4 separate regions of the Sus scrofa genome follow, and regions 2, 3 and 4 are each linked to region 1. A link is a contact called in public HiChIP or PLAC-seq and promoter capture Hi-C data. All regions are on one chromosome and are shown on one strand. Each heading gives the region's core, a stretch centred on a gene start, on an enhancer-like site or on the middle of the called end of the contact. The rest is flanking DNA. Distances are from core to core; before and after follow the strand shown. Region 1 overlaps APTX (aprataxin). Region 2 holds the start of NDUFB6 (NADH:ubiquinone oxidoreductase subunit B6). Region 3 overlaps ACO1 (cytoplasmic aconitate hydratase). Region 4 holds the start of ACO1 (cytoplasmic aconitate hydratase).

What was found. Promoter capture Hi-C pulls out the DNA fragments that hold promoters and counts their contacts. HiChIP or PLAC-seq counts read pairs in DNA pulled down with a chosen protein or histone mark.
Region 2: a contact with region 1 is called in a promoter capture Hi-C map of fetal skeletal muscle, with 5 times the contacts expected there. The contact joins the promoter of NDUFB6 here to the enhancer-like site in region 1. A contact is called at or near these places in 3 of 5 promoter capture datasets (fetal liver, fetal skeletal muscle and liver), 25 of 47 Hi-C or Micro-C datasets (adipocytes, adipose tissue, alveolar macrophages and 16 more) and 2 of 2 datasets of contacts at active chromatin or transcription factors (alveolar macrophages and skeletal muscle).
Region 3: an H3K27ac HiChIP or PLAC-seq map of skeletal muscle shows a contact between it and region 1. The contact joins two enhancer-like sites. A contact is called at or near these places in 2 of 2 datasets of contacts at active chromatin or transcription factors (alveolar macrophages and skeletal muscle).
Region 4: a promoter capture Hi-C map of fetal skeletal muscle shows a contact between it and region 1, with 8 times the contacts expected there. The contact joins the promoter of ACO1 here to the enhancer-like site in region 1. A contact is called at or near these places in 3 of 5 promoter capture datasets (fetal liver, fetal skeletal muscle and liver), 25 of 47 Hi-C or Micro-C datasets (adipose tissue, alveolar macrophages, blood and 13 more) and 2 of 2 datasets of contacts at active chromatin or transcription factors (alveolar macrophages and skeletal muscle).

What each region holds. Positions count from the first base shown.
Region 1 is chr10:33,493,005-33,500,484 of Sscrofa11.1, reverse strand. It overlaps APTX (aprataxin), which reads right to left. Exons shown (of 9, transcript NM_213734.1): 8 at 6,962-7,065; 9 at 4,901-5,937. The coding sequence ends at 5,783. Among named protein-coding and RNA genes, the nearest start is that of APTX, 27 kb to the right of the region's middle. Within about 2 kb of position 2,999, at least 9 of the 83 cell types and tissues checked have an H3K27ac peak or open chromatin away from gene starts, as enhancers often do. A contact at or near this core is called in fetal skeletal muscle and skeletal muscle, where this site is marked.
Region 2 is chr10:33,845,374-33,852,309 of Sscrofa11.1, reverse strand. NDUFB6 (NADH:ubiquinone oxidoreductase subunit B6) reads right to left here and starts at 2,967. Exons shown (of 4, transcript NM_001044554.2): 1 at 2,675-2,967; 2 at 678-770. The coding sequence starts at 2,854.
Region 3 is chr10:33,933,678-33,940,987 of Sscrofa11.1, reverse strand. It overlaps ACO1 (cytoplasmic aconitate hydratase), which reads left to right. Exons shown (of 21, transcript XM_003357729.3): 20 at 1,183-1,368; 21 at 2,271-3,155. The coding sequence ends at 2,384. It also overlaps a transcript of DDX58 not described here. Among named protein-coding and RNA genes, the nearest start is that of DDX58, 46 kb to the right of the region's middle. Within about 2 kb of position 2,282, at least 11 of the 83 cell types and tissues checked have an H3K27ac peak or open chromatin away from gene starts, as enhancers often do. A contact at or near this core is called in skeletal muscle, where this site is marked.
Region 4 is chr10:34,000,638-34,007,976 of Sscrofa11.1, reverse strand. It overlaps ACO1 (cytoplasmic aconitate hydratase), which reads left to right and starts at 6,082. Exons shown (of 21, transcript XM_003357729.3): 1 at 6,082-6,221. It overlaps LOC110255598, which reads right to left and starts at 6,771. Exons shown (of 3, transcript XM_021064275.1): 1 at 6,411-6,771; 2 at 5,856-6,330. The coding sequence starts at 6,771.

The sequences.
Region 1 (7,480 bases), core at 1,750-4,249:
TGGGGCGTCGCTCAGTGGTAACGAATCTGACTAGGAACCATGAGGTTGCGGGTTTGATCCCTGGCCTTGCTCAGTGGGTTAAGGATCCGGCGTTGCAGTGAGCTGTGGGGTAGCTTGCAGACTCGGCTCAGATCCTGCATTGTGGCTCTGGCATAGGCCAGCAGCTACAGCTCTGATTAGACCCCTAGCCTGGGAACCTCCATATGCCACAGGTGCAGCCCTAGAAAAGACGAAAAAAAAAAAGAAAAAGAAAAAAAAAGAAATGGGAAGAAATGAAATGAGCTAGCATACTTTCAATCCTACCATGAACTTGACACATCCAAGACCCTCATCTGATTAAACGCCAGAATCAGACCTCGACCCTGGCTCTAGCCAATTTTAGAGTCTATTTAACCTCCAAGCAACCAATCATCTAAGGTTTGTACCTTTATCTACACCCTGGTTTCCTGTCAAACTTACATCTTAATTAGGAATTGCTTAAATACATATAAGATGTACTTTTTAAACCCTTTACATTTTATTTTAAAACACTGATTCTGAAACATAAAGGAGTTACATAAAACTTCTTTTCCAAAAAAGCTTTGGTATAAAGCATGAATTAGGAATTTACTGTTCAAAGGCTGCCATCTGGTGGCCAAAAACAGCAATTCCCCAAAAAATAGACCCTTCAGAGAAAAAGGTATGGAAAACCCCAATAGGGTTTGATAATCTGGAATGTTATGTGGGAAAATATTAACATGTTTATGGCCCACTAATTCTTACCCATAAGAAATTCTATGCTCATAGTAAATAGCAAAAGGATATTTATTAGAATGTTTCCAAAAGCCAGATGCAGCCTTGCCAGGCCACACACTTAACAGTTAAATCCAGCTACAACAGAAAGAGTTCTCTTACATACTTTCAAAGTATGACACAATGGACTTCCCCTGTGGCTCATGGCATAACTACTCAGCGTTGCTTCTACAAAGTATGACACAAGGTTTTATTCATTCAACAAAATTTTACTGGGATCCTATTTCTGTTCCAGGTACACTGAATTTTATTGAGTATGATAGAGAACCCAAGAAATAGCATCTGTCCTAAAGAACCTCATGGTCTGGTGAGAAATAGGGTCCCCAGCCCGTAAGGCTGCTCATTTGTAGCCTACATGAGCCTCAGCCCTAGGGGTGAGTTATGGGTTAAAAGCTTCCACATGCCAGGGGTGCCTTTTTTTCCTCAATCTATATCAACAGATTTCTTCGGGAGGGGGGCTGTTATTCACATACCTACTGGGGATTCTGTCCAAAATCTTGGGTCTCTTTCCTAATGCCTGACAAGCTGGAGGGATTATAGTTTAGTATTTGACCTATTCCTTCCCCTTGCTCTTTCATGGACATTTTCCCCTTTATGAGTTCTTAAAAGCAAAAGTAATGTTTTTCAAGCAATTCCCTAGGTATTTGTAACCCAAAAGATATGTATGATAGTGAAAATTCTATCAGTAGTAGATAAGAAGTCAGCTGCTCAACTGCCTTTTCAGGTAACTTCCAAAGCCAGTTTCTCTGCCCTGGCCCTGGCCTCCTATCCCTGAGTGGAATCAATGAAAGAGCAGCAGAGGCTGGTGGTCTGCAGGTAAGCCAGGACATGGAAGTACCCCAGGACTCTGGCAACTCTAGCCATCATTCTAAGAGTATATCCTACAGCTCTGCACAAGATCCTTGGCTAGTAACTAATTATTCAATTTTAATATGATAGGGATTTTTTTTGATAGGCAATAAATAGATTTATTAGGATAGGAGGCTTGTGAGAAATGCAAGTGGGCAGGCAAGGAAGCTCTCTGATAGTTTTTCCTCCATAAAAAGCAAACAGTACAGGTTGGGCCTGGGGGCGGTGGGTTGTGTCAACCTTCAATTTGTAGGAGTTCCTGTTGTGGCTCAGTGGTTAACAAACCCGACTAGTATACACGAGGACACGGGTTCAATCACTGGCCTTGCTCAGTGGTTAAGGATCCGGTGTTGTTGTGAGCTGTGGTGTAGGTTGCAGACATGGCTTGGACCCTGTGTTGCTGTGGCTGGCATGGGCCGGCGGCTATAGCTCCATTTTGACCCCTAGCGTGGGAACCTCCATATGCTGCAGGTGTGGCCCTAAAAAGACAAAAGACAGAAAACAAACAAAAAAACCTTTCAATATGTAGCTGCCAGAAGCCTAGGTCTGCTTGCCTGCTTTTCAGTCTTATATCTCATGACAACCATGTGGGGCCAATGGAACTACCAGTGTGTTGGGATATGTGTGCGGTCTGTATGAGCAGTAAAGATCAACTGCTGTGCAAATTGCTCCTCCCTGTTCTGGGTAATTCTAGCAGGGGCCTCAGTCCTGTGGCCTTCCACTCCTCACCCCTCAAGATGGTCCAAGGTGACCATAATATGTCATCCTCAACAGTGATTAGTCCAGAGATGAGTCTGTGACCTAAGGAGAAGAGTCAGAGCCCTTTCTATACTTTGGCAGGAATGTCAGGGGAAAGGAATGCCCCGCCCCCTCCCGCCGCTGAGGCCTGTGGCTATTTTTGTTGTCCCCTGGAGAGTCAACATAGGAAGGCAGAACTAAGAGATGGAAAAAAGGGAATGCTATAGCGTCATTTAAACACCTACATTCAGCTATGCCCTTGGCTCCCCACCATGGGCCCAGAATCAGCATAAAGTGGGGCAGATGAAGACTTCTTCAAAAACTTACTTTATAGGTTAAAGCATGGGTGTAAAGAATCTCTTGTGTTTTAGAAAGCTCTTTGGTCAATTCTGATTTTAGAAAAAAAAGGAGACCTTGGGGACTGAGCAATAGGAGCTAAACAGCTGGAGTCTGAAGACTTGAATCTTACTGAAAGGGATTTCAAGGATTATCTAGTCCAAGGCTCTGGTTTTAAAATGAGAAACGAAGACTGGAAGGGAAAAAGAACTTGCTCAAGAGAGTATTCAATGAGGTCTCAGAGGTCAGATGGGGTTAGAGTTTAGCAGAGAAGAAGAGGACTGATGAGTGCTGGACTACCCAGGTACCTGGCCCTTGCATGTTCATACTTGTTTAATCCTCACAGTCAACCTGGGATCACACATTTTAGCTCAGTTTCACAGATGATGAAATTAAGGCCACAGAGATTAAATGACTACCCCAATGTCACACAGCTAACATGTAACAGAGCTGAGCTTCAAATATAAGCCTTAGTCCTTTTATTCCTATTCTATCTTTAGATAAAGAAAATATTATGAGGTAAGACAAGAAGGGGAGATCTTGATCTGATCCCATTCCTTATTCTTAAATAAGATGTCAGTGCCTTGAGAACACCTGGTAAGAGTCAAGAATCCAACTTCAATACAGGCCAAGATCTGGTTTAAATTGCTAAATGAATCCCTTAAATCTACAAGTCCTAGCTGCCATTTAAAAATGACGAAGTTGAAATAAACGGTCTCAAGATAAATTTGCAAAATACAACAGGCAAAAGGAATTGAGTAGTGAGTGACCGAGAATCCTAGAACTCCTGTTTCCACTGCCCTACACCCAGGCCTTTTCCTACCCTGAAGTCTGGGTAGAGAGCAGCTGCCAACAGGGAAATTCTCAGGCATCTGAGGATACCACTGATTTGTGAGTCATCTGACAACTGCTTACATGATGCTCACCTACCAACCCGTCCCTGAGTCAAAAGCATCAGAACCCTCATCATGAGGAAACTCTAAAACCCAAAGCTCATTCCTTGGTGGTAGTTAGCTTGCTTTAAAAAAAACTAATAACATATTAAGATATAAATATTATATTACTCCATTTTAGAGAGGTTAATGGAATTTGAGAGCCCTTTCTTCCAGCTGACTTGAGATCTATTCAAAGCCTATTCTTCATGCTCTCATACGAGGCATTCACTTGCTTAATTTCAGGTTCCAGTTCAGCTCTGTAATATTTTACCTACCTTCTCTTATAGCAACAGAAGAACTCATTTAAAAATATGCCTTCTTGGCTAAAAGTCTAAAGTGTCCATCTACATTCAACCACTTAATTTTAATAAAACAGCTGCCTTTAATTTTAATAAAACTGGCTATCGAGTTCCCGTCGTGGCGCAGCAGACTAGGAACCATGAGGTTGTGGGTTTGATCCCTGGCCTCGCTCACTGGGTTAAGGATCTGGCACTGCCATGAGCTGTGCTGCAGATCGCAGGTGAGGCTCGGATCCCGAGTTGCTGTGGCTACAGTTCCAATTAGACCCTTAGCCTGGGAACCTCCATATGATGCGGGTGTGGCCCTAAAAGGACAAAAAAAAAAAAAAAAAAAACCAACAAAAAACTGGCTACGATAGGGCTAAGATAAAAAAGGATTCTTAGATCTTCATTTTTAGATCTTAGATCTTTCTTTAAAGAAAACGGCATAACAATAGTGCCTACTCCCCCCAGAGTTACATACAGTGAGAAATAAATGAGATCATCTGAATAAAGCGCTAATGCTAGAAACACAAGAGTTGGACAAGTGTTAGCTGCTATACTCATTAATTACTAGTAATTATGACTATTTCCACACTCATCAAAAACCACTGTGGCATCTTACTTGTGAAAGACAATGAGATCAAATGTGGTCTGTGTGGATTGAGGTTTTCCCTCTCCAGAGAGGTTGTTGGCTTTTTTTTTTTTAAACAAACTTTAGAACAAAAAAAGTCACATCCCCAAACAGATCAACAATTGATCAAAAACGTTTTAGATTTCCCTTCACCTTTAGTTCTGATGTTATCCAAAAACCAACTTAATCCAACCATTCCATCCATGTTTGTTCTCAGGGAAAAGTGGAGAGATGGGGTTCTGTGCAATTTTCTCATTCAGTAATTACCTTTTCAACATCAGAACTAACACTGTGACTATCAGCTGAACTCCTGAAAGTTTTCAATTACCCAAGAGAGATGCCCCAAACAAATGAACTTTATTTTTAGACAACAGATTCAAGCAGGCCACTAAGAAGACCTGACATTTGAACAGTGATGAATACATGGCTGAGTATTTCATTTTCAGCCAGGAACTCCTGATATTAGAAGGAAACTCAAGAGTTCCAGCTGTGGTGCAGTGGGTTAATAATCTGACTGCAGTGGCTCAGGTTCCATCCCTGGCCCAGCACAGTAGGTTAAAGGATCCAGTGTTGCTGCAGCTACAGCATAGGTCACTGCTGTGGCTTGGGTTTAATCCCTGGCCCAGGAACTTCCATATGCACAGTTCGGCCATTAAAAAAAAGAAGAAAATTCCCTCCCCCCACATCACCTAGATTAAACTACTGATAACTGATGAGACAGGCTTCCCAAGAAGGGAGCATTTGGGTAGTTGGGAATAGAAAGGAATGAAAGGGGGAAAGAGAAAGAATATTACAGACCAGGTTAAGATCAGATTACAATCCCAATTAGTGCCTTTGGGATAAACAAGAGACCATTCTGGCTGCTCTGGTGAAGGGTATCACTAGAAACAGAAATACATAAGCAGTCTTCTGCTTTCATATCCTGCATCAGGTCAGTTTGAACATAGCTTTACTCCTATTAAACTTTGACAGGGCTTCTGGAGATGCTGGGTCATGCCTGTCCCAGCCATCCTTAACAGAGACCATAGCCATGACAAACCCAAATTCCTAATTCCTGAACTAATTTGAGTCACCTCACATTGTGGCCACTCAGGAATAGAACAAGTTTTGTTTAAAAAAAAAAAAAATGTATGTTTTAATTCAAGAAATAAAAATTCACATTTAATTCCAAAGAGGTGCCAGGAATTTGCTGTAAACAACCAGCCACACCTGCTGCAGAGTCACTTTGGCCAGTGCTTCCTGAGATGCTCTTTCAGCTGAGGGATGGAAGGCAGCAGCTGCTGGCACTCATGACAACGGAGGGGCAGCTTCAAGAGCTCAGGCATCCCATCTCGGACAATCACTCTGCCAGCCTCTTGTACCATCTCAATCACAGCTGCAAGAAAGGAAAAAAAAGTTTAGACCTCAGCTACTCTGGAAAGCCAAGATACGAAAACAAAAAACAAAAAAAAACCCACAAACAATTAAAAGAAAATCTGACTCCAAATAGGCCAGGTATCCTTGAAGCTAGTCAACTAGAGGTTAGGGGAATGGGCTTGGCAGATTCGAAACCTAAGCAACCTACCTCTGAGATTATTACATTCCTCCAGGACACACTCTAAGCAATCCATGTTACTATGTCAAAGGCTTGTTATCACAGGGCTTAACCCCTGGTTAGCTAGTTAACATCCTAGAATACAAAGTTCTACAATGTACATACCTCTTCTACATATGCTTCCTTCTACATACACACAGACCCTGTTAGGTAACCACTCTTGACAGAAGGCAGCCCCCACACTCCTCCCAACTGATGACAGAAGAAAGACATAACAGTTTAGAGCTTTCAGACCCATTAACTCCAATAATTCTCAGGACCACACTTAAGTCTCCTGTTGTTAGAATAAACAACATTCTTTGGACCCTGACATTAACAGTATTCTAAGTTCCCTAAGAAGTCTGCTGATAACAAAGTGGCAATCCTACTACAATCCAAATAATCCAGTTCCTTTTAATGGGGCTCTCTGTGTAGGCAACACAAAGTTGTACATGGTTTTTGAAGCCAATATTTATTTATTTATTTGTTTATTTATTTATTGTCTTTTTGTCATTTTTAGGGCCACAACCTCATATGGAGGAGGTTCCCAGGCTAGGGGTCTAATCAGAGCTACAACTGCTGGCCTACACCACAGCCACAGCAACACCAGATCCGAGCTGCATCTGTGACCTACACCACAGCTCACGGCAACACTGGATCGTTAACCCACTGAGAGAGGCCAGGGATTGAACCTGCAACCTCATGGTTCCTAGTCAGATTTGTTTCCGCTGCTCCACAATGGGAACTCCTGAAGACAATTTATCAATAGGGAAATAACTGAAACAAATGTAAGGACAACTGGTGAAAATCAAAAAATACTGTTTACCTTGTGATTCCAGGAAGTATTCGGTATTGAAAGAATTCCAATGCTTTTTGTTTTTAAGGCAAGGAGAATCAAAGTCCTGGCTGATCACATGAAGGTGTACGTGACTAGTTGAGAGGGAAAAAGACTGACCATTAAACCCAATAAAAACTACAGTTTAATCAAAATGACAAACAGTAAAAGTATGAGGATATAAAATATTGATAGTGTTTCTATTCCACTCAATTCATTTATTCACTTAAGAATATTTACTGCTCTCAGAGTTCCCATCGTGGACAGTGGTTAACAAATCTGACTAGGAACCATGAGGTTGCAGGTTCGATCCCTGGCCTTGCTCAGTGGGTTAAGGATCCAGCACTGCCATGAGCTGTGGTGTAGGTCAGACTCGGCTCAGATCTGGTGTTGCTGTGGCTGTGGCGTAGGCCGGAGGCTATAGCTCTGATTAGACCCCTAGCCTGGGAACCTCCATATGCCATGGGAGCGCCCTAGAAAAGGCAAAAAGACAAAAAAATTAAAAAAATA
Region 2 (6,936 bases), core at 1,718-4,217, 350 kb before region 1:
GGCTCTGGCGTAGGCCGGTGGCTACAGCTCCGATTCAACCCCTAGCCTGGGAACCTCCATATGCCGCGGGAGCGGCCCAAGAAATAGCAACAATAACAACAACAACAACAACAAAAAGACAAAAAAGACAAAAAAAAAAAAAAAAATATGGCAACAGGGCATCTCAGTTCAATCACCACATGCAAGATCTTTCAGGGAAAAAAATTCAAGCCTCTAGATGTGCTAGATTCTAAAGAAAGTTAAGTTGTGAAAAAACACAGAGCAAAGGGAAAGGGAATAGTAAGATGACAAAGACAACTTTTAACTATTTTGAATTTTATCTTAGATCTGTGTTCAAAAAAAAAAGGAACAGAAATTCTTTTCTCCCTTCCAACTCAGGACTCCAAGTTTACACTCACATTATCAGGTCAACTACATTTCTGATCACATAATGTTGTTTCTATGAGGAAACACAACTCAAGTTGTAAGCAACTAATATAAAGATTAAATTTTTGAAAAACCATACATTACTTAAGTTTCCTTAAACCTTTTACCTAAAAGGATTCAACTTCAAAATCAGTTATACATGGCAGATTATTTCCATTAAGTAGAGCAGAGTAAGGCATACTCGCATAGAAAATAATTTTGCACAATATTAAAAACAAATTCTGAAAAACATACACTTAAAGCATACTTACAGTTACATGATATTTAAGATAATAATGAATAATCCATACAGGGATAAGCACATGAGTAACAGCAAAGATGCTGTGTCGGTATGTCTTATAGATCTGGGGGAAAAAGCATACAAGAAATAGATACCTTATTTTTTCACATTTGCGGCAGGAAAAAAAAAGCATCAATGCTATAACAACGTCATGCTCATTGTAAAATCCCTAAATGTTACATATTTCCTTAAAGTCTGCAGCTAATTTCATGCATTCGAATATTTTTATTAAACACAGTGCCTACTAGGTGACACCTCCAGAGTTCAGAGCAAAGGAGGCTTAAGCAGTATTTTGCAGAGATATAGTAATGTATTTATAGATATACGTTTTTTAAAAGACTTCTAAAAATATCCCTATTATAAGTTTAAGACAAAACATGGCATAAATAATGAAAAAATAATTTTAATAGATTTAACCAGAATAATCAGCATACAGAGTTTTCATTTCCCTAATTTATCAATTTCAAATACATAATCAACATCACTTGTACCATCTAAGATGTAAGGCAGATAATTATGAGTACACTAATGCTGGAAAAAGGATGTCTTACATACTGGGATGGGGTGTTCCATGCTCAGTGAGCTGCCTTCAGACATACTGTTTTTAAAAAGAGGAGTTCCTGTCCTGGCTCAGTGGTTAACAAATCTGACTAGCATCTGTGAGGACGCAGGTTCGATCCCTGGCCTTGCTGGGTGGGTTAAGGATCCTGTGTTGCCGTAAGCTGTGGTGGAGGTCGCTGACGCGGCTAGGATCTGGCACTGCTGTGGCTGTGGCATACGTAGGCTGGCGGATACAGCTCCGATTTGACCCCTAGCCTGGGAAACTCCATATGCTGCAGGTGCGGCCCCGAAAAGACCAAAAAAAAAAAAAAAAAAAAAAAGGGAAAGGCAAAAGTCATTTAAAACTGGAACTTTTCCAGGGCAGCCAATTTGAAAGAATAGGACCTATCCTTTCAGGGAAAGGACAATCTAAATTTTAAGTGTTATAATAGATATGATTATGGAAAAGGTTAACATGAAGTAAGTCAGATTTCAACAAATTATTATTTACTTCCTTAAATCGCTTGCTTGATGGGTGGTATGTCAACTTTCAACCAGTGGTTGCCAAATCAGTTAGTAAAATGTCAGAAATCCAAAGGGAGAAAAGAGGAGAGTTGACTTAGAGTTTAATTTTACCACCGTAAATAAGTATCTAATACCACTTGCTCAGAAAAATGTGCACCAGACTTCGTAGCTCAGTAAGAAAGTAGATACACATGGATTTCAATGTGAACTCGAATTCCTCACCCTGAGACCATGGCTACATCACTGAATTTTTGTAGGCCTCAGTTTCCACACTTAAAATTAAGATTAGGACCAATTTCTACCTTACAGGAGTCCAAAATAAAATTAAGTAACACATGTAAAACCCTTGAAAAATGTCAGGCATAAAGTAAGAACCCAATAGGACCCATTCTTATAAGATGATTACATGGAGCTGTACTACCAGTTAGAAGCACACTGTCTTCTAGGTTCGGTGTAATGGCAGTTAGTTTCTATAATCTCAACCTCAAAGATCAGACAAATGTCCTCAAATACCGAAATCACTGAATTTTAACTCTAGTGAATCCTTGGCTACCATTCTGAGGGAAGATTCCCACAGTCAAAAGAGATGCAAGGCTGCACCATCCTGTAAAACCCAGGCAAAGATTCACCTCCTACTCATCACACCTGACAGTTAAATGGTATGACAATCCCAAAGCCAAACGTGCTCCGGACTCCTGACCCCCAGGCCAAGACTCTAGGAACCAGACAGCGTTCCCACTACACCCAAGTCTCGGCAGAACCTAATTCCCCCTTGGGAAACTACCAGTACTTTCGGGGAAAGGGAGAATCAGTCCCTACCTAATGTTGCTACAGAGAGCAGGCGTCACAGCAGCCAGGCTGGGGACCGCGACGGGGCGGGGGTGGGAGAGGGCCATCACTCACCACGTTCTTCCAGGGGGCTCCATCCTGCAAAAACTTATTCCAGAATTGCTCCATAGGCCACACCCGCCGCGGGGGCAGCACCGGTTCCCGGGGGCTCAGCTCCTGATCCTTCAGCCATCGCCTTCTCAGCTCTCGCAGCTGCTGCAGTCGCAGTTTCTCGTCGGGCGTATATCCCGACATGTCGCCGCCGGTACCAAGGAAGCAAGACACGGCGCGCCCCTGAACGAGGGTCCTGTCACATACGCGCGCTTCCCCTTCTGCAAAGCGACCTTGCGAGGACACCTGGGAGCGGCGCGCCGTTACGACGTCACTGGGGTCCTGCCCTCGAGCGGCTCCAATCTGCGCGTAGTGACTAGGCATGCGCAAACTCCTGCAGACCCCCGCACCGCTTTACGCGCCCAGATTTCCAGAGAGAGGCGGTTACTGGCAGACAGTTAGCTACCGGATGAGGAGGGAAGTAATGAAAAACAGGAAGTATCAGAGGTCAGTGTACTAAACGCTCTGACCAGGAAGAACTGGTGTATTGGGAGCTGGAAGTATGTGAATATGTGACTCAATGAGTGACTTCTACATGCAAAATTCATTTGCCTCTCCCACCTTGGAATTCGTCCTCTTCCCGTAACCTAGAGTATGTGGGGGACCCTTTACATCCATGTTCTGGTAAAGAGTCCTTGAGCAGCTGTCTCGTCTGTTCCTTCATCAGTACTGCAGAAGTAGAAAGTCGCTTACTATCCAGCAGAATTAGACACGTTCACCCTTCGTACCAGCAATCCCACTTCTAGACCTCTAGTCTAAAGATACAGCGGTAAAAATATGAAAAGAATGTGCACAAACTGCAGCACTCTTTATAATAAAATCCTGTAAATTACCGCTCAATTTCTCAGTAAAGGGCTGGCTGAATAAGTTGTGGTACAATAACTAAATGAAATGCTTTGTATAAAACTGGAGAGAGCTACTGAGTACATAAGTTGTTAAGAGAAAAAAGCTAAACGGAGAGAAGTATGTATAGTATGCTACCTTTTATCCAAAAAGGGGAGGGTGGTAGTGATACTAAATGTATATATATACATATGTTTGTTCAAGTTTTTAAAATAATGGAAAGGAAAATTACTTTTTTTTTTAATGTTACCTATAGGAAGAGGAAGGGGGTAGGCTAGAAACAAGAAGGATAGAAGCTAAACGTCTCCAAATTGGTTTTTAAAAAGCACCCTCTAAAAATCAAAAGTAAAAATAGATGGATCTGACTGCTTGGCGGCATAATTTCAAAAACACACACCACTTCAGGTAACTTTATTTTTGCGTTTTAGGACTGTACCTGAGATATATGGAAGTTCTCAGTCTTAGGGGTTGAATCAGAGCTGCAGCCACCAACCTACACCACAGCCACAGCAACACCAAATCTGAGCTGAGTCTTCGACCTACGCCACCACTCACTGCAAACGCCAGATCCTTAACCCACTGAGCAGGGCCAGGGATGGAACGAACCTGCCTCCTGATGGATACTAACCAGTTTCGTTACAACTGAGCCACAATGGGGACTCCCACTTCAGGTAACTTTAAATCATCACATTATTGTACATCCATAGAGAGGTATACTTCAAAGACAAAAAGAACTGCAAGAAAGAAAGAAAGGAAAGAAAGAGAAAGAAAAAGAAAGAAAAGAGAAAGAAAGAAGTCAAACTGTTTTAAGTAACCATATCCTTGATAGTGATGGTGGTGATGGTATTGTTAACCTGCAACTGAAAATAAACGTTTAGGCCGGGATTTGTGTTATGAGAGAAAGGAGATACAAAGATAAATTGTATGAGTTTAAGTTAAAACTCTGTAGTCCTAAATTTGGACAGAGTCAGTATTAACTAATGATGTATTTCATCTTTAAATATATATAATTTTTGTCTTAGTGCTCCCCATTGAAATGGCTAAAAACAATGGCCAACCCAGTAACCTTGAACATCTTTAGTTCCTAGATTGTGATCTTTAAATACCATTTTCCATTAAAAGGAACCAAGTATTCCTTGGAGTGGCAGTTCTCAAACATTTTGCTCCCCAAATCTATTTTTTTTTTTTTTTGGTCTTTTGTTTTTTTAGGGCTGCACCTGTGGCATATGGAGGTTCCCAGTCCAGGGGTCTAATGGGAGCTGCAGCTGCCGGCCAACACCAGAGCCACGGCAACCTCAGATCCGAGGCACTTCTGTGACCTACACCACAGCTCATGGCACCGCTGAGTGAGGCCAAGGATCGAACCTGAAACCTCATGGTTCCTAGTCAGATTCGTTTCTGATGTACCATGATGGGAATTCCCCCGAATCTCTTAAAATTCCTAAAGTTGTTGATGCCCCAAAGAACTTTTGTTTATGTGGGTTATATCTATTGATGTTCACTGAATTAGAAATTAAAACATTTTAGGAGATCCCACTGTGGCTCTGAAAGTTAAGAACACAACTAGTATCCATGAAGATACAGGTTTGATCCCTGGCCTTGCTCAATAGGTTAAGGACCTGGAGTTGTGGAGAGCTGTGGTGCAGGCTAAAGATGTGGCCCAGATCTGGTGTTGCTATGGTTGTGGCATAAGCTGTCAGCTGCAGCTCTGATCCAACATCTAGCCTGAAGGTGCAGCGCTAAAAAGAAAAAAAAATTAAAACATTTAAAAATAACAAAATATCCACTAACAAAAATTACTTAGAAGAGTGCCATTGTTTTACATCTTTGTAAATCTCTTTAATGTCTGGTTTAATAAGTGACAGAATTCTTATAGTGGCTTCTGCATAATCATAATATCACACATCATGTAACCTTTGGGAAACTCCATATATATTTGCAAGAGAGTGAGAGTTAAAAAGGGCAAACACCATGTCAGTAGTATTATAAAAATAGTTTTGACCTCATAAACCCCATGAAAGGATCATAGGGACTACAGGGGTTCCCCTATCACACTTTTGAGAACCATGCCTTGGAGAAATAACTAATTTCAGGGTCCAGTTAGGAAATGCTAAATAAGCTTGGAACATCCTGTCTTAGCAGAAAGCAAGGAAGTTTTTTAAAGACTATTATGTTTATGTCAAAAGGATTCAGGAGACAACCTGAATAGACTTCCACTCATCAAGGATGAAATGATGTGAGCATCAATAAGTATAGTGATTTCAGTGGAATGGAAAATATCAAATACATTCACATATCAAACTGAGTTCATAATGATTAAAAAAAAAAACCCTCACTGATCACTTTTTGATGGTGTTAGGGAACCAACTCATTATTTTGAAAACTGATGAATACAGGAAAATCAAGCATTTTCTGGCCTCTTTATATAAATTGCATCTTAAAGTAACAAAATAGTTGATGGTGGAAATTTATTCGAAGAGGCTTAAAAACCTAATAAAAGAAGAATGGATGATATTTCCCTGGTGGTACAGTGGCATTTTCACTTCTGTGGCTCTGGCCCAGGAACTTCTGCATACTGCAGGCACAGCCAAAAGGAAAAAAAAAAAAAAAAAAAGAATGGCAGAGTTAGAATATCACTATTTTGCAACCATTAGTTTGTCAATGAATCAGTGTCCCCATCAATAGAGGCTGAAATCTCAAAAAGACAGCAGCTTCGCCACCTGGTGGAAGACTGCCTCACTGCCTGTAAAGTAACTGCCAAACAATTGAATCTGATTAAGTTTCTAGATCTAACCACTTATTTAAAAAAAGAATGTACATATGTATGTATGACTGGGTCACTTTGCTGTACAGTAGAAAACTGACAGAACACTGTAAACCAACTATAAGGGGAAAATAATTTAAAAATAAATACGGGGGGAAAGGAACTCCTTTTATAACATCAAAATGATACATTAAAAAATACAGTTTGTAAAAACTTCAGACAAGCAACTCAGTTTCTTAAAAATATATAGAGAGCAAAAAAGAGTAATAGAGAACCCACACTCTATCAACAATAATAAACAACTCAACAATAATAAAACAAACAACAATAATAAAACAAACAATCCAATTTGAAAATTGTCCAAACACCTTAACAGACACCTCACCAAAGATGTACAGATGGCAAGTAAGCATAGGAAAAGATGCTCCACATCACATGACATCAGGGAAGTGCAAAGTAACAATGAAATACCACTACGCACCTATTAGAACGGCCAAAATCTGGACAACTGACAATACAAATGCTGTGGGGGAGGAACTGGAGGAACAGGAACAATTACTCATGGCTTCTGGGAATGCAAAATGGCACCAATTTGGAAGACTGCAGATTTCTTACAAAA
Region 3 (7,310 bases), core at 1,033-3,532, 440 kb before region 1:
CATTTGCAGCACTGCACAGCCTTTTACACAGAGCTTGGGCGGTGAACAGCCTGTTTACAAAGATAAATACACAATACATATATACATAAATCCACACAAAACATCTGCTGTTCTAAAGAATAGGGCAGCCCTTCCTCTGTAAATGTGTTTTTAAATTTGGAAACACCTTGGGATTTTAAAAAATATCTATACCTGGATCTTATTCTCAGGGATTCTGGCTTAATTGGTAAGGAAAAAAGCCTGGACATCTGGATTTTAAAAGCCTTCCCTGGTGATTCTAATAACATCCAGAGTTTGCAAACCACTGCTCTATAGCCATGGTTCTCATTAACTTATAGAAGTCACTATCTCCTTCCCACCCATGCTCCCTGCAAGATTCTGACAGATCTATGGTAGTACCCTAGTATTTTTAACAAGCTGCCCTAGTGTCCCTGATTCTGGGGGTCTTAAAAGTACCCTAGATAATAAGAGACCTTTTAGGGGGTACCTTAATATTACATTAACTAATATTTGAGGATGGGGTGTTGTAGTTCATTGAGTGTCCTGATTTATTGAGCATTGCTGTATATTGCCAGTTATTACCAATAAGATGTACTTTATAGGAAGCTTTATGTCCAGAGTATATTCAATGCAACTTGATCCTTGCAACAGGAAGTATAAGAGCAGCACAGAGTAGATAATCATTTACTTTCTCTGTAGTATGTTCTGAAATCTAATTTTGATTAAATCTTCTGTGTCTGCTGGTGCACCTATAACAGCAAAATTCAAGGGAAAAAAAGAAAATTTTCCTGATGTTGCTTTGAGGTGTAGTGTCCAGATACAATGGAAGTTTGCAATCACAGAGTGGCTCAGTGTGTGATTATATTGCATGAGTTTAAATACCAGATAAACCACTGGCTTCCTCGGGGAATGGGGGACAATAATAGTGTCTTCCTCCAAGGCTGGCAGAGGTTGGAAAGAAAGAATTCATTTCAGTGCCTACATGCTGCCCATACAGTGGAAGCAATCGGTTAAGCCCTCGCCTGTGTTATTTATAACTAGAGGGTGACATTTTATGTCAATGATTAATTGGTACTTAGAAAGAATTTAGGTGTGAGAAAAGTTGTGACTTAGGAAGCCTTTTGTATAGTGTCTGGGTATCTAAAGAATAACTGTTTCTAAACTACTCTCTTGGCTTATCAGGGAATCAAGGCTGTCCTGGCTGAGAGTTACGAGCGCATTCACCGAAGTAACTTGGTGGGAATGGGGGTGATCCCCCTCGAGTACCTCCCTGGGGAGAATGCAGACACCCTGGGACTCACAGGGCGGGAACGATACACTATCAGCATTCCAGAAACCCTCAAACCACAAATGAAAGTCCAGGTCAAGGTAAGATAGCACCTTTCCAGGCTAGGCCCAAGTAAAAGGGACCCTGTATTCGTCATCATCTTGTTAGAGGGAAATCAGTGAGATTTGGAAGAAAAAAGAAATCACGCAGTAAAAGTGATTTCAACTTAGGAGTTCTAGCACCTTTCCTAGCTGCCAACACAGTGATACTGCTGTTGGTTTATTATGTATTTCTGTTTATTCATAGGGTTATCATCAGTTTCGTCATTACCTCCCAACCCCAGCCAGCCCTGCTGTCTCCTGTTCCTTCCAGTCCTGGTCCAGAGAATAGTAATGAAAGCCCAGAGAACAGGGCATTTTCACATTACCTCAAAAGCACCATTTTATTATAAAAATGTGAACAGACACACTCCATCCCTGAGTCTTACTGGCCCCCTCCCCAGCCTCAGCTTTGATTAGCCCAGAGGTGAAAATGACAGCCCTGGATGAGGTGAGGACAAAGTGCCAGCACCAGAGTCCCAGGGTGACCCAGCCGCCCTGGCAGAGCAAGCTGCCAAGCCGTGTCCCTGGGTGAGCAGCTGGGACAGTGCCCCAGAGACAGCCTTAGAAACCTCTGCTGACTGTGGCAGCCCCCGCAGAGGGGTTAGAAAATACCCCAAACCTGCTGCTCTGGGCGGCTGTAAAATGCTCTGGTGTCTCTCATTTCCATCAGTTACTCTTCTGCGGTGCTTTACCCTGTGGTGAAGTCCGCTAGGGATCTTGTGAAATAAAATGCAACTTACGGCTTAGCGGGTCTGGGCTGGGGCCAGCGGGCACCTATTCCCAGGTGCTGGGGTGCTGGGCGCTGCCAGGGTGTGGGCCGCACTTTGAGGGGAACCCCGAGGACAGCCGGGCAGGATCGCTTCCTTCCTTAGCGGTTCTTCTCTATTTCATCATCCTCACAGCTCGATACTGGGAAGACCTTCCAGGCTGTCATGAGGTTTGACACCGACGTGGAGCTCACTTATTTCCACAACGGGGGCATCCTCAACTACATGATCCGCAAGATGGCCAAGTAGGCCCTGGTTTCCTCGGAGACTGGCATTCCTGCCACAAAGCCGCAGAGCCTGAAGCCCACGGACCCCCTGCGGCACCGCAGCAGCCCCTCCCTTTGCCTAACCACGCCCTCATCCCGCCCACTCCTCCCTCGCCCCGCCCCCTCCTCCCTGCCCTGGGCGCCCTGAGGTTCAGGCCCGGTTCTCTGCCCACAAAATCAGCAGTTTCTACTTTCTCTATTTTTATTGATCTTTTTATCTTTTTCTAGAATTTGGAAGCTTAGAATGATGGGGTTGTGAATAGTGCCAGAAAGGGAGAGCTGAGCTCTCTTCAGTATTACTGATCCACAGAATGTTGATTTTTCACTCTTAGCCTCTTAATGTTCAGCTGCACGCATATACTTCTCTGGCCCCTTTTTTGGCTCCTCTCTGTTACCCTCTGCTCAGTGAAACCTTTGCCCTGAGAGTCCTTCACCCCTGAACCCTGCACCAGAGTTAACTGACAGGGTAGTGAGGAACTCTTGCATTCAAATCCTAGGTGTGATCGTTTCTCCCCAACCCCCCTTTTCCTCCAGAGTGAATGATCCAGACGTGGTCAGAATTTGAAACTTGGATTTATGTACCTTTTGATAGATCGGCACTGAAGAAATATGAAGTTTTCCTTTTCAGTCTTCAAAAATGTTTTCCTATAAATTTTTTCATTTATCAAGACGAGAACATTGTTTGAAGGGGGTTTTGGAGAGAGAAGCAGAACATTTCTAATTTGAATAAGATTAAATCTATTTTCAAGGAAAACTGTGGCGTTGGTATTGAACTGTGTTGTGTGTGTGGCTCTCATTTCGGGACATTTCGAGCACAGCAACCTCAGACTGCAGGATCCTGAAGCCTGGATCACCTTGGCGTTCTGTTTTCATTACCACATCAGTAATACCCAGGTATAATGGCAGTGTCAAGCCAAGAGGTTGTCTGCCGTGTTTGGGAGCAGAGAAGAAAGTAGCAGCTGTCTGGTATCCGTGGCAATAATGTAGTCTGGTGAGCAGATCATAATTTTATGTTCATCTAGGTTCTCTGCTCATTTTCATCACTGAAAGGCACATCATCCCTCCAGGGCACAGGTCTTGGTCTACTCCAGCTGACATAATGGAATATCATAGACTGGGTGGCTCAAACATCAAAAAATGATTTTCCCACAGTTCTAGAGGCTAGAAGTCCAGGTCAAGTTTCTAGCAAATTCATTTTCTCCTGAGAGCTCTTCCTGGCTTGCAGCCAGCCACCTTCTCACTGTGTCCTCACACAGCCTTCCCAGTGCACGCACACATGGAGAGAAAGAACGAGCTCTATGGTGTCTTCTTACAAGGGCCCCCCTCTTGTGACCTCCTTTAACCTTAATTACTTCCCTAGAGGTCCCATCTCCACTGAGTCATGGTGGGGGAATAGGACTTCAACATATGAATTCTGGGTGGGACATATTTGGTCCATAACAGGGCACCTTATAGCTCACAAATTAATCTCTCTGTAATGAGCTTGCAATCTCAACTTTATTATTATCATTTTTTTTTTTGCCTTTTGTCTTTTTGGGGTCACACCCACAGTATATGGAGGTTCCCAGGCTAGGGGTCCAATTGGAACTGCAGCTGCTAGCCTGCACCACAGCCACAGCAACACGGGATCCAAGCCACGTCTGCAACCTACACCACAGCTCACAGCAACGCCGAATCCTTAACCCACTGAGTGAGGCCAGGGATCAACCCCGAGTCCTCATGGATACTAGTGGAGTTCGTTAACCACTGAGCCACCACGGGAACTCTGAAATCTCAACTTTAAACTCAGGGTGTGTGGGCTGGTCAACAGAACACCTAGGATCAAATCTCTCCAGCTCTTCCCAGATGGCAAACGGGACAGGTTATGGAGCACCCCTCCCTCTCAGGTCTTGGGATCTAGCTTCTGTTCACGAATAAAAATCACAAACAGAACCCTGTTGCACAATAAAAGCCTGGGACCCTCGAATTAAGATCAGCCCCAGCATGAAAACGCAAAGAAGGGCTGAGAAAACAGACCTCCACCCTCCAGTACTGAGAGGGGGAGAGTCTGGCACTCCACAGTCAGTCGTTATGGGGAAAGGAATCCTTACAGCTGGCTGTGAATTCTGGATGGGGTCCCTTTACTTCTGGACTTCTCCCTCTAAACACATCCTCCATCCTGTTCATTAATAAAGTATCTCAACCATTGTCCCAACGTTACCCCACCAAGGCTGAACATATAAACCCGTTTCACCTGGTTTCTCAAGAAGGCGCTGGTCTGCTTACTCTCCAGATCAGACACATGCCTGCTCTTGCTGGTCCTAGCCCCTCCTTCCTCTCCATGGGGTTCCCATTGCCTTTGTTTTTGCAGTTTTCTAAATCCATTCCTGTCTGATTCCCTCCTAGGGAATCAAGCTTTCCTCAGTGTGCAAAGTGAGTTAATTTACGAACTGTTTTAAACTCACAAACTTTTTTAATGCAGCAATTAAGCACAGGTGTCTTTAGCTATGGACAGCCTTCACGTGAGTGGAGAATTATCTATGGGAAGGATGTACCAGTCACGACTCTCTTAGTTATAGTGTTAGAAGCGTAACTCAAACTGCCTAAAGCAAAAAACAACCAGACAAAAAACCTGGCTCATCGAACTTGAAGAACAGGCGTGGCCATGGCCACAGGCTTGATTGGATCTAGTGACTCAAGTTCCTTCCCTATCATTTTCCCCTCTCACCTCCCATCTGTGATGGCCTCATTTGGGACCATTCTGTGTGCCAAGGGATATGGCCACTTGCAGCTCTGGGCTGAGAGTTAATAATTTGTGATCCTAGAGATCTGTCTCCGAGTAAAAACATTGTCTCCCAGGCTAAAAAACATTGGGGAGTTTTCTAGTCACCTAAATCAAGAACCTGATTTTTGGCACAGTTCCCCCTTCGGGGTTGAATTAGGACAGTGTGGCGTACGCACAGGGTTATGCAGGAGCAATGTAGAGCTGCTTCTAAAAAAGAGTAACCAAAGTTCCACTGGGAAGTTGTTCAATGTCATGACCGCAGACAGAATTTAACACCCAAGTTGTTTTTTTCACCTGGACAGCCTAATGATTGGGAACAAAGATTATATAATTATAGCTGATATTTTTAACAGTTTTAACAATTTGCACCTTCCAAACTGAGGTCTACAAATTAAATACAGATTTATGGAGTGAAATCTGGAGATTTAATACATAATACAATAAAACAGAGTGACTGCTATGATCTTGAAATACAACCATTTGGTTCTAGCTGTCTAGTCAGCATCAGGGCTGGCTATCGGCTACTGTGCTACTGCAGGACGTTAACAATGTTCCATGAATAAAAGGGCAGCAGGGTCAGTGGACTAGGAAACAAAGGGTTAGATGGGCCTTATCACCACAGAACTGACACAAGGACACACGATAGAAGTGTGTGCTGGAAACTGCTCATTTGAGAGGAGAGGGGGCATTGGACAATATAAAAGCCCATCTGCCCACAGAACTGCTTTTCTCAGAGCATTTCACAGCACACTTGAGGAAAACTGACCCATTGGCTACTTGATTTTTTTGTTTGTTTTTTGTTTTTTGTCTTTTTAGGACTGCATCTGCAATATATGGAATTCCCAGGCTAGGGGTCGAATCAGAGCTGTAGCCTCCAGCCTACGCCACAGCCACAACATGGGATCCGAGCCAAGTCTGCAACCTACACCACAGCTCACGGCAATGCCAGATCCTTAACCCACTGAGCAAGGCCAGGGTTCGAACCTGCATCCTCGTGGATGCTAGTCGGGTTCATCTACTGCTGAGCCACGACGGGGAACTCTTGTTTTAAAATTCAAATAATGATGTCAGTCTGAAGGGTGGGATTCAGTCTACTGGCCTTGTGGCACCCTCAGGCATTTGACTGAAAGATGGCTTTCCATTTCAGATGAAAATATCACAAAGTCAGCCCTGGTGGGGACCACAGATTTGTGGCTATGGTGTAGGCTGGCAGCTACAGCTCCGATTCGACCCCTAGCCTGGGAACCTCCATATGCCGCTGGCGCAGCCCTAAAAAGGCTACATAAATAAATATTAGCTAAATGCCAAATGCATACTCTGTGCCATACTCTGCCTGCAACAGCTTGACTCCCATGTTAAAGTCAAGCAAAGAAATTCTGTTTTTATTTTGGCTTTAGTCTGCATTTTTCTGTTGGCTGTCTAGAAAGGAAGACTACTCACCTTCATCCTAACCGAAATATTTAGCTACTTGAAAGAAATTTTCTCAAATCGCTGCCCAGTAGATGTTGTATGTATCCTACTGGAGTGCTTAAATAGCAGCATCCAAAAAGGGCAATCACATATAAAAAGACATACTTGTTAGACTAAGATTTATAATAAGAAATACGTATTTGTCTTTGGTCCTCCTTTCTAGCACAGAGCTCCTAAAACTCTTGGAATTTCCTAAGTGATGAAAGCAACAAAGGTATCTCTTATTATGTTAATGAGTGACTTCTGGGCTCCACCTAAGGATGGGGGCTGGTTACCAGGAGAACCAACCTGCTTGATGAGAACATTCAGTCCTATCCCCTGACCTCTGGGGAGCAGAAAGGGGCTGAAGGTTGAATCAAATGCCAGTGGCCAATGATTTAAGCAATCGCGCTTACGTAACAAGGCTTCCAGAAAACCCAAAGGAGAGGGTTCAAAGAGCTTCTGTGTTTGTGGACACAAAGAGGTTCAGAGGCGACAGGAACTCAGCCCTTTTGCCAGCATCTCTTTCACCTGGTTGTTCTTGAGTTAAATCCTTTTATAAGAACCCGGTGATTTAGTAAGTAAAGTGTTTCTCTGGGTGCTGTACGCCCCTCTTGCAAGTTAATTAAGGCCCAAGGAGGTTGCTGGAACCTCTCACCTGTAGCCAAGTGGTCAGAAGCACAAGTAATAATAACA
Region 4 (7,339 bases), core at 4,833-7,332, 500 kb before region 1:
AGATTTTTTTCAAATAACTAAAAAACTTATGGCTATACATTTACCACTATGCACAGCTTTGGCTACTGCCAAAATATTTCAGAGGTCAGAGAACAAGAGGACTGTGATGCTTTTCTTTTTTTAAAATTATTATTAATGGATCAATATACCCTATATTCACAATATAGCTCTTGAGAAATTCAAAGAATCTAGATACCATAAAACAAAGCAAGTTCCAGTCAATGATTTTAAAATAACATATATTAGAAATGAAACTATGATTTTATAAACATGCTTCAAAATAATCAGGAATGAGAGGCAGACACAGAGGTAACAAGATAGCCATGAGCTGATAATTGTTGAAGCTGAGTGATGTCTAAATGGTGCTCATAATGCTAATCTGTCTTCATTTGTAAATGAGCTTTTTCATTATTTAAAAATTTTTAGGAGTTCCTGTTGTGGCTCAGCAGATTACAGATCTGACTAGTAGCCATGAGTATGCAGGTTTGATCCCTGGCCTCACTCACTCGGTTAAGGATCCAGCATTGCCGCACACTGTGGTGGAAGTTGCAGATGTGTCTTGGAACTTGTTTTTCTGTGGCTATGGCATAGGCCAGCAGCTGCAGCTCCGACTTGACCCCTAGCCTTGGAACTTCCATATGCCACAGGCATTCCCCCCAACAAAAAGGATAAATAAATAAATAATAAAGTTTTAACAAAGTTTTAAAAATGACTGAAAAAAATTCTAAATTTTCAGCTTCACAAAATTTGGTGCAGCTGCAAGTTTAATAAGCTGAATTTTTTTTCCTTCAATGTAAAAACAAGATTACACAACTAAATTTGTGCCTGGTGACTTCAAGCAAGTACCATAGCATCCTTTACCCTCCCCCAAAACACACATACTTGTCAGGGTTTGAGATTTTACCCTATTTACAAGCTAACAAGAACCTGTTACTATTTTATGAATATTGGCAGGAGATGTAAGACTCATCAGTCATAGAAAGACTTTATTACTCAAGGCACACAGGCATCAAGTCCTTGTCCCAGGTCCCATGGGAGTGATGTGGAGGGGCCCAGAAGGATGTTATATGTACAGAGGGTTGGTGCCACAGGGGAGGAACACTGAGCTTGGGAAGTCACTGCTTTTATAGAGATAACAAGGTGCACTTTGAACCTACATGTACCCATGACCCAAAATTATGATCACAATCACAATTCTTAGACAATATTGTCTCATCTATCCCCTCACTCAGGTCCTTCCCCCCCCCCACCTGGTAATTTTGAAGCAAATGCCTGACTTTACATAATTTCAATGCTCAAAGCTGCTCTTTGTAAACACCACTCTAAGGAATGGCATGGGTAAAGAGCAGTCAGCATTCTACGCATACCCTGCAAAAATGTTCCAGTATGCTCAGGACAATGGAAGATTGCCATACCCATCAATCCACTTGTGGTCCTTATATGCCTTGACTTCCGGCAAAATTCACAAAAGTATGCCACACTGTTGACCACTCTAATTTAACCTACGGAAGCTAGACTTAAATCAGTTCAAATGGATCTCATACAGCATTTAATTAGGCTGCTATCAACAAGACCCCAAACAAGATGAAGTTAACCTGCAGTATTGACCTCACATATATCTTCCAGGGTCCTGGACTCAGACAACTGTCCCCAGGGAGATGAGAGGACTTTACTTCAGACAGGATGTAGTCTAGTGGAAGGCCAGTCCATTATCCACTGTAACTCATGAACAGAAGTTACACTGACCTGCTAATCTTTGGTGGCACTGCCAATAATTGCAGAAGGTATAGATGAGTCAAACAAAACAAACGTCCATCCCCAATGGAAAGATATTCTCTGGCCCATTTTCAGCCATAGGCAAACATACAACCTAAACAGGCACAAGTAATTCCTATCAGGTTTTTCATTAAACTCAACTTGGATCAGCCTTCCAATGATTTGGCTCAATCACACAGGCAGTGTCACTGAGTGGTTGCTGGTTGTAGCCTCCTTTGCCATACACGGCATAACCCATGCCTTCTCAAGCATCAGCAAAGCATGTGAATTTGTAACCAAATGAAACAAGGTTGTGCCAGTCTGTATGCTTGTACCTGTTTAAAGGGGGTCCATGTTGAGAGCTGCTATTGATGGCATCAGGTACAGCAGAATAAATCAGGATTAGTCGTGTCCACCGAATGTCAGCTGCAGGTGCTATTTGCCTCAAGTGCTAATGTTGGATCTAGGGGACAAAGAGACTACTAATTGCCCCCACCGTTATAGGTTTGGGTCTGAAATGTTCCCACCAGAGGTATCAGGGTTGTTTAATCTATGAGCCTATAATATTCCAAGTGGCAGACCAGATAGTATCCCAGGCAGCTAAATCATTTGAACTATCCCAAGAATCAATTAAAAATATGTTTCATCACAAGGACTATTGGCCAAAGTTATGGCAATGGTCTTGAGTTCTGCCCATGGAGTGGACAATCATACTAGTTTTCCAGGTGGCATATACTGAGCAGCAGCTGAATAGCCAAAACAGCCCCAGTGGACACTAACAGGATCCAACCCAGCCAAACCATCAGTGAACCAGGCCTAAGCTTTAAAGTGGACCCCTGGAGTTTGTGCTGTGGTGCAACAGGATCAGCAACATCTTGGAAGCACTGGGACACAGGTTCGATCCCTGGCCTGGTACTGGGTTAAGGATTCAGCATTGCCACAGCTGTGACTTAGGCTGTGACTACAGCTCAGATCTGATCCCTGGCCTGGGATCTCCATATGCTACAGGGTGGCAAAAAAATGAAAAAAAAAATAAAATAGAGTGGAAACTTGTGAATCAAAGGCCCCAGTGAACCAATGAACTTATTTCAGGTGGTATAATGGGGTATAAAGTTTCTCCAAAGTGATAGCTGCTACTTTTTCAGCTAAATGGAGATGCTTATGGGGCTAGGCGAACTGTGTCTATACAATTTCCATTTGACAAGTGAGTATAATGGGCCTTTCCCTTATAGGTTGTCAAGTCTTAGTTGACCGACCCCAAAATGGGGACATCAGACTACAGAGTTGTTAGCCCTCTATGTATGGATCAGCCATTTGGCTTTTTTTTTTTTTTGCTGTACCAGTGGCATATGAAAGTTTCCAGGCAAGGAATCAAGACTGAGCCACCACAGTGACCCAAGGTACTACAGTGACAATACCAGATCCTACACCCACTGCACCACAGGGAAAATCCCCAGGGATTCAGCTTCCCCCCCTCCCATTTTTTAAAGTTTTATTGAAATATAGTTGATTTATCTTTGGGGGAGGCGCATCCATGGCATATAGAGGTTCCCAGGCTAGGGGTCGAACTGGAGCTGCAGCTGCTGGCCTACACCACAGCAACACAGGATCTGAGCTGCATCTGCAACCTAAACGGTAGCTTAAGGCAATGGAGGATCTTTAACCCACTGAGCGAGGCCAGGGATTAAACTTGCATCCTGATAGATACTAGTCAGATTTGTTTCTGCTGAGCCACAACAGGAACTCCTGAAGTAAAACTGACTTATAATGTTGTGATCATTTCTGCTCTACAACAAAGTGATTCGGTTATACATATGCCACGCATCCATTCTTTTTTAGATTCCTTTCCCATATATATCAACACAGAATACTTCGTAGTTTCCTGTGCTATACAGTAGTCATTCCATATATCACAGTGTACATATTCCAATCTCAAACCCCAGGCATTCATCTTTAAGAAGCCCTTGGTGACAGGTCACTAGCTGCCCCCTTTTTAAGAGGTGTATTTACTGCCTGCATCTGACAGGTGGCAGTGTTGTACTGGGAAACTGCCTCTCTGAGTGGCCATCATGCCTGTCCTTAAAGCTGTGATTGCCATCTCTTAGATTTTGCCTTCTTTTTCTAGACCACCAGGAAGAGGACTGAGGTTACCTCTCTACATACTTCAGTCTGAATGGAAGTATCCCTTCTGGACTTTATGAGCATTTACAATACTAGCATGTACAACATAAATATCAGGTATATGTTCAGCTGTGAATAACTCATCACCATATCATTTTCTGGGGAAAAAAAATGAAATAAATCAATAGCAGCAACTTCAGAAGAGTGACATTACTGCTCCCAATTCCAACATCTCCACCCCCAGGATAGGGAGCATCTTTACCTGTGAGCACCTAAATTACAGGACTGCAGCAGGGACCTCTGTGCTATCAGGGAGACGCAGCCCTGAAAATAATTACAAATTCTAGACCATATGGTAACAGATCAGTGTTCCCTCCTAAGACATTTAAGATCCTCTTCTTTTCTGCAAAGAATGAATAACATATAACCTCACAATAGCCAATGTTCATATAAATAAAATTTTATTTGGTTGCATAGAATGTAAAGCACAAGCTCTGGAATTAGATCAGCCTTTGCTCAAACCCCGGCAACACCACTTACAAGTTATATGACCTGAAGCAGGTCATATAATCATTCTGAATCTCAGTTTCCTCATCTGCAAAGTGGCAACAATGTCACAAGTCTCCAAGGGCTCTTGTAAGGATTCAATGGGACATTTAATCACATTTGGTTTGTATTAGTAGCTATGTTGAGGGGATTGGTGCTTAATTGTAAAGCAGATGGCCAGGGGATCCTGGTTTCCTGCGAAGGCAGCTCAGGAATTAAGGCACTCAGTAAGAAAGAGGGCATAAAAATTAAGACTATGACTGGCATGGAAAGGGGTGGCAGTTGGATATTTGTGGGAGGCTAAGATGAGCCCAAGAACTGCCTTTCCTTGTTATGAATGTAGCTTTTTCTTTTTTTTCCTTTTTAGGGCCACACTCATTCCCAGGCTGGGGGTCGAATAGGAGCTACAGCTGCCTACACCTAGATCCAAGTGGTATATGCAACCTATACCACAGCTCAAGGCAGCAACGCCAGATCCTTAGTCCACTGAACGAGGCCAGGGATTGAACGCAAGTCCTCATGGACACTGTTTGGGTTCATGACCCAGTAAGCTACAATGGGAACTCCTCAGGTTGGAGTTTGTTCAATGAAAGTGAATGAAAGGACTTTAGAAAGTGGGTGAGAAAAAAGTCTTCTCCCATACTGGAAATAAAAGGGATATGTCCTCTTTCAAAATTAAAGATAACCTTTTATATTTAAATATAAAATTTAAGTAGGGGACAGCTATAGCCTACCGTGCAGCATGATGAAATGGGGCTTAAGAGTCAGAAATCCCTGGGGACTGAATCCCAGCTAAGGAACATTTCATGTCTGCAAAACAAGGTCATATTTCTCCCTTTATGGGGCAATTGGAAGAAATGAACTGAATAACATATGCATCACAGGGCCCTGGCAGAGTAAGTACATGGTAACTGGTAGCAGCCGGAATCAGTATTAGTTATTATTTATTCATCCTTTTATTCAGAAACTCAAGACAGAAAACTATAATCACTCTCTATATAAACTGGGCAAGAATATCTCACCTTTCATCTAGAAAGACCTAATCATCCACCTTTGCCTGAGCAGGCGCAACTCCAAGCAACATATCAAAGCCGGTGCAGACAAAAAAACCCACTCAGTGTCAACTCGGCCATGTCTCTGACTTCTGAGAAGTGAACAGCCTGCATTAGGAAGTGTTGTTACACATTAAAAAATAAATAAATAAAATAAAAAAATTAACGTTTAAACTCTGCATTCGTAATCATGGAAACTTTGAAGTCCCCGCAAGTCATTCAGCGTGCTTTGCAAGTCATTAAAGACAGGGGTGGGGGTGGGGGCAAAAGGAAAGAGAGGGGAGGTGACCGCAGGTACCAGGGCGCCAGATAATGAAGCCTCCACCGAGACGGCCAAATCATTTTAAAATGCAGCATTTCTTCCCCGCGCCTTGGGCTTACTTTCTAGCGAGCCGGGCAGTCACACTCCACTCCCCATAGAGAGCGTGTCCCAGGCCCTGGGCCCGCGGAGGAGGATCCTGGCCGGAGACAGCTTCCGGCCAGCGACCTCTAGCCACCCTCCCTCCGGCGTGCGGGGGCGAGGTCTCCCGCAGCCTACAGGCCCCGCCCCACCCCGCCCCTCGGGCCTCGGGTCCTAGTCGGGCACCGGCCACCCCACCATCGCCCCGCCCCGGCTCCGCCCCTCGGCCGGTGGCCCGAGGGCGACAGAGGGAGGCGCTCGGAGGCAGCGGCTGGAACCAAGCAGCGCACTGGAGCGCCCCGCAGCCTGGTGCCGGGCCGCCCGTCAGACCCTGCCGTGCAGTACCGGTGAGTACTACGCGGCCCGACTGACGTCCCCAGGCCAGAGCGCTGCCCGCTCCGGCCCAGGCGGGGTGGGTGCGAGCCCGCGGCACCCGGGCACCTTCCCGGCGCCCGGCTGCAGCGCACAAGGTGGCCCGGGGCGAGGATCCGGGGAAGGCCGAGGGGAGAATCGGGGACTAGTTCCTGGGGACTGACCCCTCGCCCTGTCCCCAGATTGTGCCGCGCGGAGGACAGGGAAATGGCTCCCCTCAGCCTTATTTGCCTGGACTGTTCGGGCCGCCGGAAGAATCCACGTTGAGACAGTTCGGGCTGATCTGGGAAGTCCTAACCCCAAAGAGGGTGTGCGCCTCTCACGGAGCTGCGGGTGGCCAGATAGGGAAATCCGCACTGAGGAGGGCACAGATGGGGAGTCCACACTAACTGCTGAAATGAAAATGGAGGGGGAAGAGACCCTCGTGGAAGGGGTGGGCACAGAGCCCGTCCTATTGGATTCAGAGATCCAGGAAGGAGCACAGGCAGCCTTTCCTAATTCAGCCAGCACTTTAGAATGGCCCATCCTCCCTCCCTGCCACACTTAGAACCCTCCTCAGGGGGTGGTGTGAGGAGGTAGGGTGAGGGTGTTCCCGGGTGGGGGTAGGGAGTCTGGACAGCCTCTAGGATAGCCGTTCTCAAACTTTGGGGGAAGGAGTCAAAAACCCCTTTACTTAGGACTTTGGTTTATGTGGGTTATATGTATATGTACCATACATAACTAAAACAGAAATGTTTATTTAGAAATTCAGTTAAAAATAATAATGGATGTATTATATGTTGATATATTTTCATGAAAATAACCATTCTTTTCAAAACGGAATCTTAATGGGAAGAGTGGCATTGTATTGTATTTTTGCAAATCTCTTTAATGTCAGGTGTAATAGACAGCAGCTAGATTCCTACATCTGCTTCTGCATTCAGACTGTTGCACTATTACATGTGATGTAGCCTCTGGAAAACTGCACTGTAGACTCCTGAAAATGTGAGAGCGAGGATAGCAAATAGCATCTTGGTATTATAATGAAATGGTTTTGACCACGTGGCTCTCTTGGGTCCCCAGTACCACACTTTGAGAACCACTGGTCTAAGGA